Regions from separate parts of the Capra hircus genome. Here region 1 is linked to region 2. The links are chromatin contacts, called in public Hi-C maps. All regions are on one chromosome and are shown on one strand. The core of a region is the stretch at or near the end of the contact, and the rest is flanking DNA. Distances in the headings are between cores, read along the strand shown.

What was found. Hi-C and Micro-C count contacts between places; a contact is called where the count stands out from the background.
Region 1: a Hi-C map of blood shows a contact between it and region 2, with 5 times the contacts expected there. The contact joins two enhancer-like sites. A contact is called at or near these places in 3 of 5 Hi-C or Micro-C datasets (all in blood).

The regions. Positions count from the first base shown.
Region 1 is chr11:62,619,536-62,625,666 of ARS1.2, reverse strand. No RefSeq gene overlaps it. Among named protein-coding and RNA genes, the nearest start is that of LGALSL, 31 kb to the right of the region's middle. Within about 2 kb of position 1,371, at least 3 of the 5 cell types and tissues checked have an H3K27ac peak or open chromatin away from gene starts, as enhancers often do.
Region 2 is chr11:62,480,586-62,486,078 of ARS1.2, reverse strand. No RefSeq gene overlaps it. Among named protein-coding and RNA genes, the nearest start is that of LGALSL, 110 kb to the left of the region's middle. Within about 2 kb of position 3,923, at least 3 of the 5 cell types and tissues checked have an H3K27ac peak or open chromatin away from gene starts, as enhancers often do.

The DNA of each region.
Region 1 (6,131 bases), core at 122-2,621, 140 kb before region 2:
TCTTTTTACACATAGCTTTTTATTAGGTGCTATTCTCTTCTCTCCCCCACCCTCATCTCCCCCCCCCTCGGCTCCCCAGCCCTTCTAGAAAATCAGCGTGCATCTGAACACTGGGAGGAGAGGGAGGCAGTGCACCCGCTTCATCCCAGCCTGCCAGAAAGACCCAGGCGCTCATCCGCAAAGACAGCTGCGGCTGAACAGGATGTGTTTCCATCCTCCAATGTTTCCTGTCTTTCTAGTGACTTCCTATCTCTCGTTGATTGACAAATCGTTTTTAAAGATGCTGGAGACTGATGAAAAACAAAACCAAATCCTGCTGTGATCCTTTCACAACTGGGCCCTTTCTGTTCATCTCTGAGTGGCAGGCAGGACTTAGTGTGATTAAAAAGGAGAAGACTGAAGGGACATCGCTCTGAAGAGAGGAAGGCAAGGCCAGGGGCTCTGTCTCAAGGCCTAGAGCTCTGAGTCGCCCTGGCACAGGCATGGGAAAGCCAGACCTGCAGAGAGGAATGGGCAGAGCCCCCAAACCCAGGTAGGTCTGAGGAACCCTGGTAGGGTTACTTTTCCTGGCATTCCTTTTCCTCTCCTGTAATTTGTGAGGTTTGTGGGAGAATTCCCTCACATCCTTGTACCTCACTGTTCTCATTTCACACCCTTGTATCTCACTGTTCTCATTTGTAAATGGAAGGGCTCTGCAACAGGCACTTCTGAGATCCTGTGGTTCTGAGGCTGACATGAGCCAGGATGGGCCACGTCTCATGTAGCTGGGCTGTCTAGTAGGGCCTCCAGAGGTGGCTACACTGCTCTTTCCAGACCAGTGGTTCTCAAATTTGAGGTGCATCAGGATCCCCTGGAGGGTTTGCTGAAGCGGGCTGCTGGCCCCACCCTCAGAGTTGCCTTTCAGTAGGACTGGGGTGGGGCCTGAGAATTTACACTTCTAACAAGTTCCCAGGTGCACCCCTGCCGCTAGTCTGGGGATCGCGTGTTGAGCATCACGTGGAGCAACGCCCAGGGCGTGCGGGAACCGCTGAGAAGAAGGTCACGTGGGTTGAGCAAAGGCCGCCTGGGCAGCCGCGCTCAGGATGCGTACCTCTCCCTCCCACCTGCAGGGGGCAGCCTGGTTCTGCCTCAGCCTAGAGGAAGCACCGGGTTAAGTTATCTCATGATAAAATAAATACTCCAGTTTCCTGAAAAATCCTAGGTAGATGTAAACCTACCTCTCGGGTCTGAGGAACCCTTGTAGACTGAGTGTTCTCAGCCTGGATAGCTGGGCTTTTACTTCTGAAAGAGACCATCTCTGCTAATGCTGGACTCCCGGGTAGGAAGCGTGTTCTTTCGCCTGAAGGCTCCCACTGCTGGCGAAGTGCGGGCTTTGCCTCAGGGCCCCGGAAATGTTCCACGGACGAACAAATTAAGACCCTGAATATTTGTGCAAGAGCCGATGAAAGAGAAGGGCAGAGAGTGATGGAATGAGTCAGTCTACAGGGGCACTGACCATTGTTTCGGAAAGCAAGAGTATCTTCTGGTGCTAGGTGATTCTCCCCTGTGAAACTGCACAGGCCTTCCCAAAAGCTAACGTGTTCAGATGGGCAGAGGGCTGCAGGAGCGAAACCAGCCAGCAGGGGTCGCCTCCACATTTGCTCCTTGGGGGGGTCTTAGCCTTGTGCAAGATATTTCCCAGTCATCTGTTCTTAAAATTATTAAAGCCCGTTATAATGAGAAGCCTAAAACTTTTATTTAAAACAAAGTGAAAATAAATAAGCAATACAAGACAAAAAACACAAAGAAAACCTCCAAGCTGCCTTCTATATGTGCAACAGAAACAGACAGCTTATGCAGTACGAGCTGCTCCAATAGATAACTTCTCTCTCACCCAGGAAGCTGCTCAGCTCATAGACTTGCCCAATATGGAAAAGAAAGGCTTTATGGGGACGTGGGAGGAGCAGCAGAGGTTCTCAGATGAGGAGAAGGTGCTTTGGGAGTCAAGACAGAAGACTAGGGTTCTTGGAAATAATTCTTCTTTCCCCTCCAGGCTTCCCTGGTAGCTCAGACAGTAAAGAATCCGCCTTCCAATCCCTGGATCAGAAAGATCCACCGGCAGAGGGAATGGCTACTCACTCCAGTATTCTTGCCTGGGAAATCTCTTGGACAGAGGATCCTGGCAAACTAGTGTCCATGGGGTTGAAAAGAGAAATGACTGAGCGACTAAGTATACTTCATCCCTCAGGTTAGGAGGTCAAATTTGGGCAGAGATTCAAGGCAGAGCCTGAGGACGATCATAACAGTCTGATTATCTACTCTGGTGTACTCAGTTTTCCACTACCTGTGGATTTCTGTCCAAGCTCAAGATATTTAGGTGTGAAAGTGGTACACACCAGCCCCACTATCAGTAAAGATAGGCCTTCTGGGTGGTCTCTAAGGGTGCTCCTAGGCTTGTACTGCCCCATGCCCACACTCTCAAAGTTCCTTTAGTGGCCATAGTGCTCATGCCATGGGGCACAATCAGCATGTAAGACCAGCTGTGGATGTGAGACAGAGCAACCCAACATGGTGCAGCTGTAGGTCAACCCACAGTTGGCCATTGGAACAACACATGACCCTCCTTAGCAACATTATCTGTCCCCTTCACTGGTAGTGGGACATCATTACAGCGCACTTTTCACTAAGGTGGTTCCTCATGCTTTTCATCTTCCCTTCTCCAAAATTCTTCTCCTCTGTATTGTCAGTCTTTTTTGGTAGTGTCATCATTCACAAAATCACCTAAACAAGAAACTTTCTAGTTAGTTTTTGCTATTTCTCCACTATCCACAGTCTGGCCAAGCCAAGAAATTCGGATTATCCTCTCTTCTCCACAGCCATGAGTTAGGACTCACCTGGATGGCTACTGGCCTCTATTCTCATCCTCAGCACTGATTCTAGATGCTAGATGCTCTAAAAGTCTTATTTGATCGTGGAGTTCCCCCGCTTAAAAACCACGCGTAGCTCCCCATGCGTAGCTCCCCAAGCCTATAGAATATGTGGCTGCATTCATTTTCAGAACCAGGAACCAGACAGGGTATAGATAAATGAATGAGTGAATGAAGAGAAACTAACAGATGGGGAAGAAGAATTGGTAAGAGTTTTATTGAATTCCTGTCATGACGGAGACCACCCACTGTAATCCTGTAAGCCCTACTATATGCCCTGCAGTTGAATTCCAATGAGCACAAGGGAATAAACATTGTATTTAAATTTTTTTATTCTATTATTCATGCCACAGGAGCCAGGCATGCTTCCCATTTCCTTTTCCACACTACTTATAGATTCCAAAAACACTTTGCACTGCTTCCCTGACATCTATGCAAAAGAGAAATAAGTGCTGTATAGCCTAGAAGACCAACCCCCCAGAGTATCTTTCTGTCATCAGTTGGGTGGGTGCACAGTTCTAACCTTCTAGTCTTGCCTGGCCTCTAGCTGGAAAAAAGAATGTGGTCTTAGAAGGAGAGAAATATTTCCTCTTTTTAACACAGGCCCTTATCATATACCCCCGCCCTTAGAAAATGACCACTTTTTTCTGAACACACCCATAGAAACACATTGGCTTCTTATAAAAACTGCTGTTCTTGTGTTTTTGTCCTTAATCTCTGCATTTTGAGGGTGATTGGCCCTTGCTGCTGCACTTGACAGGAGCTGACAAGTAGGCACATGTGGGTGTCACGGATGCAGTGACTGGACCGTCCCAGGGATGAGGCCGTGAGAAGCTGGTTTGGTGTTTGTACACCCAGGCAACCGTCATGTTTACTTGCTGTCTCTGGTCAGCTTCCAAACCAGCAGCACCGCACCCATTAACACTGGGCTCCACGCTGGTTACTGACGGGTTGGATTGCCAGTTGTGAGGAATTATTACTTTTCACTTGAGCAATGGATGGTTTCATTGGAGGAGAAGCTTTACAAACACCCATCAGAGTTTCGCTTGACAAAAATCCTAAATACCCAACAAGGTCATGAAACCAAGAGATGTATCCTCCTCCCAGTCAGAACATCTGCTCCTCTGCTTTAGAGGCTGATGTATATTGTGCTTATCCACCTGTTTGGATGTGTTGAGATCCAAACTGTGTGTTTGGCATGGATCTAGACCTTAGGAACCCACGGATAAATAAGGTATGGTTGGCCAAGAGCGATAACTAGGTGAATAGGTAAATGTAATGCAAGTTCATAGGACTAGAAAAGCAGGCAGGAATAAAGTGCTGTGGGGGGCACAGAGGAGGTGGATGGACAAGAGGGATGGCTTGTGGAGTGGATGATACCTGAGCTGGGTGTAAAAGGCAAGGAAGAACATTTGAAGAACAGCACGTGCCAGGTACTGTGCTTGGTGCTTTACCTGCGTGGACTCATATGTGGTGCTCACAATAGCCCTGTGAGAAGGGAACTATTATTATCACCAATTTACAGATGAGGAAGCAGAGGCTTAGCTTATGGAGGGTAAGTCACTTGCCTAAGGTCACATACCTAATAAGTCAAGAACTTGGGATGTGAGATATTGCCAGGTATGTAGTACTCACTCAGTAAACATATATTATTATTTTATTATTTATGATCATTAAGCGCAGGACTACTGCCTCTAAAGTCTGCGTCCCTGAAGACTGTGTTATCATGGCTCCAGCAGTATATGAAATAAGATGTCTGATTCTTACCCTCGGTCACTAGAGGCATGAATCCTTTGTGGTGGCATTCTTAATGTTCTGCATTAAAACTTGGAGCCTTGGTAAATTCTGGAGAAGGCAGAATTGGTCTTTGGCTCCCACAGGTCATAGGAGAGCCCCTGTCCCCCTTGTGTGCTCCTCTTCCTTCAGGCTGCTCTTCTATTCTTTCCCCACTTCTGAAAAATCTATTTCTCGATAAAGGATCAGACCATTCAAGTCAAAATCTTAGAACTTGAAACATGGAATCATTTGGTTTAGCTCCTTGATTTTACAGATGCAAAAACCTAGGCCAACTTAAACAAGATTCTTTTTGTTTCAAGAGACGTAACCCAACTTAAACTCTCTCAAGTGAAAAGGCAAGATATATTCATTTTCAAGGGTGAAACTAGCGTCAGGGGTTAAAAACAAATGCCATCGGTTTGTTAGTGCTCTCTTTTTAATCTTAGATCTTTCGTCTTTACTTCAATATGTGATGTCTTAAATTGTTCTTTGTAGAGTTGGAATTCTTTTTTATGATTAGTAGAGGATATGGCCATGGGAAACCCCAGGCTACATCATTTCATATTAGTGATTTCAGATGAAACAGAACTTCTGTCTCCTTGTTTTAGTATATATAAATCCCAGGGAAAGACTCTGATTGGCCCAGTTTGGGTCACATGGCTACTCCTTGAACCAATCACTGTGGCTAACTGGATGTGCTATGATGAAAGATGACCTGGGTCTCATGTTATCCCATTGAGGGGTCCAGGAGAGATGGCAGGTATTATGGAGGGTTGCTCTCACCAGAAGGGCAGTGAGGTTATCAGCCTTCTAAGTCCCCAGTGATCACCATGTCCTGATGTCTAGGCCTTTACATAATCCCCTCCCTTTAAGTGTGAGTTTGATCTAGTGATCCACTTCTAATGTATAGAATACAGTGAAGGTGGTGGAATATTCCTTCTAACATTATTTTACCAAAGTCTATGATCCCCCTTTTTCCCTTGCTTACTCTGATGAAGCCAACTCCCATATTATAAACTACCCTATGGAAAGGCTCATGTGGCAAGAAGTTGAGGATCAGCTCTGGCCAATAGACAGCAGGGAACTGAGACTCTCAATCCAATAGCCCACAAGAAGCTAAGTCCTGTTGTTAACAACTCACTGAGTGACCTTCGGAGTGGATGCCTCCCCATATGAGCCTTGAGTGAGGGCAGACCTGGCCAACTCCTTGACTATAGCCTGTGAGAGAACCCTGAGCTGGATGATCCAGCTAAACCGTACTTACATTCCTGACCCATAGGAACTGTGATGTCAGCAGTGCACATGGCTTTAAGCTGCTAAGTTTTGGAGTAACTTGTTATACAACAATAGAAAGTTAATACAAGAAGGAAGGATGTTGAGCAGACAGAAAAAATACACAGATATCTGCTGCAGAACCTACTAGTACCCAAAATACCACTGTTGTCCTGG
Region 2 (5,493 bases), core at 2,674-5,173:
ATATATGTTTGGAAGAATATAAATACGTTTTGCATACGATAATGGTGGCATTCCAAATCCAGTGACTCATTCAATAAATGGTGTTGAGATTCCTGGGTAACCATCTAGAAAAATATTAAGTGGAAGCCATGGGTGCGTTTGTGCTTATTTGTTCAGTCGTGTCTGATTCTTTGCAACTTCATGGACTGTGGTCCACCAGTCTCCTCTGTCCATGGGGATTCTCTAGGCAAGAATACTAGAGTGAGTTGCCATTGCTTTCTCCAGGGGGTCTTTCCAATCCAGAGATCGAACCCACATTGCCTTCCCTGTTACGTGGATGCTTTACCACTGAGCCACCTGGAAGCCCTATCATACTATATACCAGAATAAATTCCAAATGGATTCAACATTTAAATTCTGATAATAAAACAACACAAGTACCAAGACAAGACATGGGAGAATTCTAATTCCTACTTATGACTCAAAAACCATAAGCTAATAAAGTAACAAGTTGATAAATTCACCTAATAAAAGCTTAAAAAAATTTTAGAGCTTGTGCATGCCAAACAAGCAAACTTGTATAAGCAAAGTAACAAACAAATGAAAACCTGCAAAGAATATATGCAACTTGGCAGAAAGAGGTCTAGTCTCCTTAAATTATGAAAATATAAACAAATCTCTAGAAAAGATTCATAAAAATACAAGTAAAAGTAATGAAAAGACAACTTACAGAAACAAAAAGAAATCCAAATGGCTACGTGCTGAGAGGCCTCTTGTGTTTTTTAACCTATTAGATTGGCAAAAACACAAGTTTTGAAAATACACGGTTATCTGTGAGGACTCAGACATTGCCATCCATTGCTGGTGAGCATGTCCACTAGGACAGACCCAAAGGGCAATTTAACAATCTTTATCACAATAAACCTGGGCTTCCCAGGTGTCGCTAGTGGTAAAGAACACGCCTGCCAATGCAGGAGAGACAAGAGACGCAGGTTTGATCCCTGGTTGGGAAGATCGCCTGGAGGAGGGCATGGCAACCCATTCCAGTATTCTTGCCTGGGGAATCCCATCGACAGAGAAGCCTGATGGGCTACAGTCCAAAGGGTCGAAGAGTTTAAGTCACGACTAAAGTGACTTAACATACACACACACACACACATCAAAATAAATGCATACACCTTCTGACCCAGCAACCCTCCTTCGTAGAGCTGACCGTACAGAAAAATCTATTTGATGCATATAAAGTGACATGTGCACATTATTATAAATTGCAGGAAAAAATCAGAAATGATTTAAATGCTCATTAATTGAGAACTGGTTGACTAGGTTGGGGTCAGCGAATTGTCATTAAACTGGCCTTCTGCCAGCTATTGTAGGACCTGAAGCTATGAATCATTTAAAAAATCTTTAATGGTTGAAAAAAATCAAATGACGAATTCAGTTTCATGATGCGTGAACATCATATAAAATTCTAACATCAGTGTCCATAAGTAGAAGTATATGGAACACAGCCAGGCCCCTTTGTCTACACCCAGGGCTCCATTTGCACCACAGCAGAGAGGGGAGTGGTTTCACAGAGACCGGATGGCCCCAAAAACCTCAGATATTGACTATCTGGTCCTCACAAAAATGTTTGCCAGATTAGAGTGTATCTAAGCAATTGGATACCACAGAGCTACAGAAAACAATGAGAAAGCTCTTTATGAATTGCTGCAGAGAAGTTTCTAGGATATTACGACTAAATGTTTAAAATGCAGATATAGAAAGTATGACTTACATGTTCTCATTTGAGTAAAAAAGGGAGAAGGCTACACATAAAAATGATCTGGAAGGAAATACAAGAAATTAATAAATAGTGGTTAGGAGCATAGATTATTATGTATGTGTGTATTGGTGTCATCTATTCAAAAAAGTAAATTAAAAATTATTTTTAAATGTACACTCTGACAGAGAAGAACATGGATTTAGGCCACTGCAAATACGCGGGCCTGGCAGGAGCACAGCTTGTGAGGGGCTGGGGGTGGTATGTGGGGTGCAGAGAAGGTTGGAGAAGTCTACAGGGACTGATGGCTGGGCCAAGGAGTTAGCATTTTCACCCATCCAAGGCCAAGGGCAAACAGGATCAATTGTGCTTTAAAGAACGAGATTCTAGAAAGCAGAAAAGGGTGGTTGGACAAGGCTTGGGCTGGTAGGGAGCAAAAGATGTGGACTGCTTTGTGGGGAGGACCTGGGAGGCTGGGGACCTAGAGCGAAAGGGAGGCTTACTTTTACTATAAATGCTTTTGTCAGATTTATGCATGCACGCTCATTTCCATGTGCATTTATTTCCTATAGAAATCATTTTATTTTTAAAAGCCCTTCAGACTAGGTGCGATGAGGCCTGAAAGGTGTCAGTGGTGGTGGGTGGGGGTGGGGAGGAAGGGGAAAGTCCAGAGCGGAGTTGCCAGAACTAACCAGAAGTGGGGGTGATGGGCCTGGAACTGTGCCCACACCTCCAAGGACCTAAGGAACAGAACCTTGTAGGGAGGAGGGCAGGAGAATATAAAGTTCAAGAGTAGAAAGTTCACCTGCCCCAGGTGACTTCGTCTGGCTTCCTAAGCCACAGCACAGGTATCCTGTAGGTACAATATACTACCCAGGCATTCTGCACCTTTGATTCCACTTTGTCCCAAGCAGGACGTCTACAGTCTGGACATGACCTGGGCACAAGCCCCATGTTATGCAGGCTCTAAGGTCCAGCCCAGGCCACCAGCAATCCCACCTGGCCCCTTCCTCCCATCTCCTTCTAGCATCACCAACCCCTTTCTTCCTCATTGCTTCAAAGGGAATTGCCACACAACCAAGCTAGGACTTCTCTAGGACTCCTCTGAGTCATTAACTTTCTTTTTATCTGTACATGCTATGCTTGCCCCACTGACAGTGCACCACCAGCTCTTTGGAGGCAGACTTAAAGGCTTTGTGACCTCCCAGAGCCACAGTATTTCTTTTCCTATTGGTAGGTGCCCGTGAATGTGCTGACTGGCTGGTTGATAGGCACTCCCTTGTTGTCTTCTCAACAGCACCGCCAACATACCTGCCCTCCCAACACATCCCACTCCTACTCTGCAGAGCCCATCTCCCACTGAAGGAAACTCTTGCCTGGCCAAGAAGTCGAGGGTCTGCTCAGTGTTCACCCTATTTCGTTGGCTCTCCACATTCAGCTCTCGTTTGCCTAGATACGTGCGTGCTAAGTCACTTCAGTCCACCCTATGGACTGTAGCCTGCCAGGTTCCTCTGTTCATTGGGATTCTCCAGGCAAGAATATTGAAGTGGGTTGCCAGGCCCTCCTCCAGGGGATCTTCCTGACCCAGGGATCGAACCCTTCTCTCTTATGTCTCCTGCGCTGGCAGGCAGGAGGTTCTTTTTAACCACTATCACCAGCTGGGAAGACCCTTTGCCTAGATAGTATGAGCCAAACAGAAACTCAGTAGCCAAAAGCTGTCTTTAGGCAAGTGCTCTGTTTGGCCTCCTACACAAAAGGGAACATAACAGTGAAAATGATAGTAAGCAACAAGGATCATCACTGTTTCAAAGAGACATCAGTGCCAGCAGCTCCCATGAGACCCTGGCGTGTCAGTCACTTTATCTGCAATCAGAAAATGAAATTCACCTGCCTCTGTAGGTAGAGTGCTCATAAACACTTAGAAAACTGGAAATGACTTTATAACTGCCACTTACTGCTGTTGTCCATAAGAACTTTGTGATCACAGCCCTGGGGATCCTAATATGCCACCAGTCCTTGTGAGGGTGTACTCTCAGTGCAATGAAATTAAGCGGGTACTTAATGGCAACCTCAGCCCAGATCCCTCGACAGAAAATAAACGCACAACACAGCTCCTCTGGGGCACTGAGGATGGCTGATCCCCGCCAGAAGGGGTGGGGCCTGGAATGAAATGGCATGGGGTCAGGGTTGGAAGTCCTCGGCTCCCTTCCTTGCCGGCAAGGCAGATGCCAGGCAGTTCAGGGAGGAGCCTGGGCATCTGCCACTTTCCCCGCCCCCCACCTCTTCCTAAGGGAGAAAGTTCTTTTCCTTCCTGCCTCTTTGGGCAGAGCAGAAATTGAAAAAAGCTACTTGTTCCTAACAAGTTATATATAGCTCAGCAACTGACTGCCGGGTCTCCAGCTTCAGGTCCGGGAACGGCCTTGCGTAGCCACACCCGGACAATTGCCCCAGTTAGCAGCAAAGCCGGGGGGAATCTTCTAGTGGCCCTTTATGCTTGTGGCGTAAACTGAAATAGCCCCCTTCTCGGAGAAGAGGATGTCACTGCAGCCACAATTTTCCAGAAAGGGAAGCGGTGTCAAGTTGCCTGAATAATGTGGGGTCCGGCGCCACCTAGTGTCCACTGTAGGGCTTGGCGCGCATCCCGCTCCCTTGATAGGGTGTTTTGGAAACTGACTCCAACCGCCAGAGGGACTGAAACAAGAAAACAGTACCAGACCTCAGGGCTGTCCTCAAGCCCACGACGAGGGACTGTGATTTTGGTGGGAGAAACTGAGACGTTATGATCCTAATGCGTCATAGATGGGGGTGTTGGGTGAAGGGACGGGGGTGTCTTTCTCTTGGAAGGAAGCTGAGGTGATTCACAAGTAAATTTAGAGTCTTGTTCCCAGAAGATTGGCTTGGCTTTGTCAGCTTGAATATTTTTGCTCACACTAAGGGGGAAAAAACCAATAATACTAGTGCTATTTTATGACTTTTGTGCTTTTCAAACTAGTTTCTCAGTGTTCCCCCAGAGCCAGCATATGGCCTATTTGCAAAAGTCCTCGTAAGCTGTCTCATCACTGAACCCACTCCTGCCCTCTTGCTAATGTCTTTGTGGGACAAGCAGTCTCCTTTTATTATCCTCCCACTTCCTGGCTGCCTCAAACCCTGTACTAATCAAAGCCACCTTTTGCTCTTTGCTTTACATCATTCGTTGAAACCTCAAAACAGCCCAGAGAGTGGATGTTAATATTCTCATTCAATATATGAGAAAACTGGTCCATGGGGAAGTTAAGTGACTTACCCAGATCTGTCAGCTAACAAGTGGAGGTGGGATTTGAACCCAGGTATTTAGCTTAAAAATATTTCACCAAAGTATTCTATCTGACACAATTGAAGCGACTTCACACACACACACACACACACACACACACGCATTCTATCTGCACCATGAGGGGGTAGCCAGCTAGAGCAGAGGAAGCTGCAGAATACAGGGGGTTCTGGAGGACATAAATGCCCCTCCAGCTCAGAGGACACTTCCTACTTTGGACCAGCCCCCGTGACCCCAAGGCTTGGCTGGACTTTTGGTAAACACCCTCCTTCCTGCCAGCATCAGTCTCCCCGCACTCCACCCCTCCCCAACACACACAACCTCAACACAAACACTTCAGCAGACATTCCTCCACACTTGGAACCAGCCCAGAGGAATAGTGAGAGCAAAGAGCAGGGACCTGGCAAACGTTCAGAATGCCAGGAGAATCGTGGATTTGTCT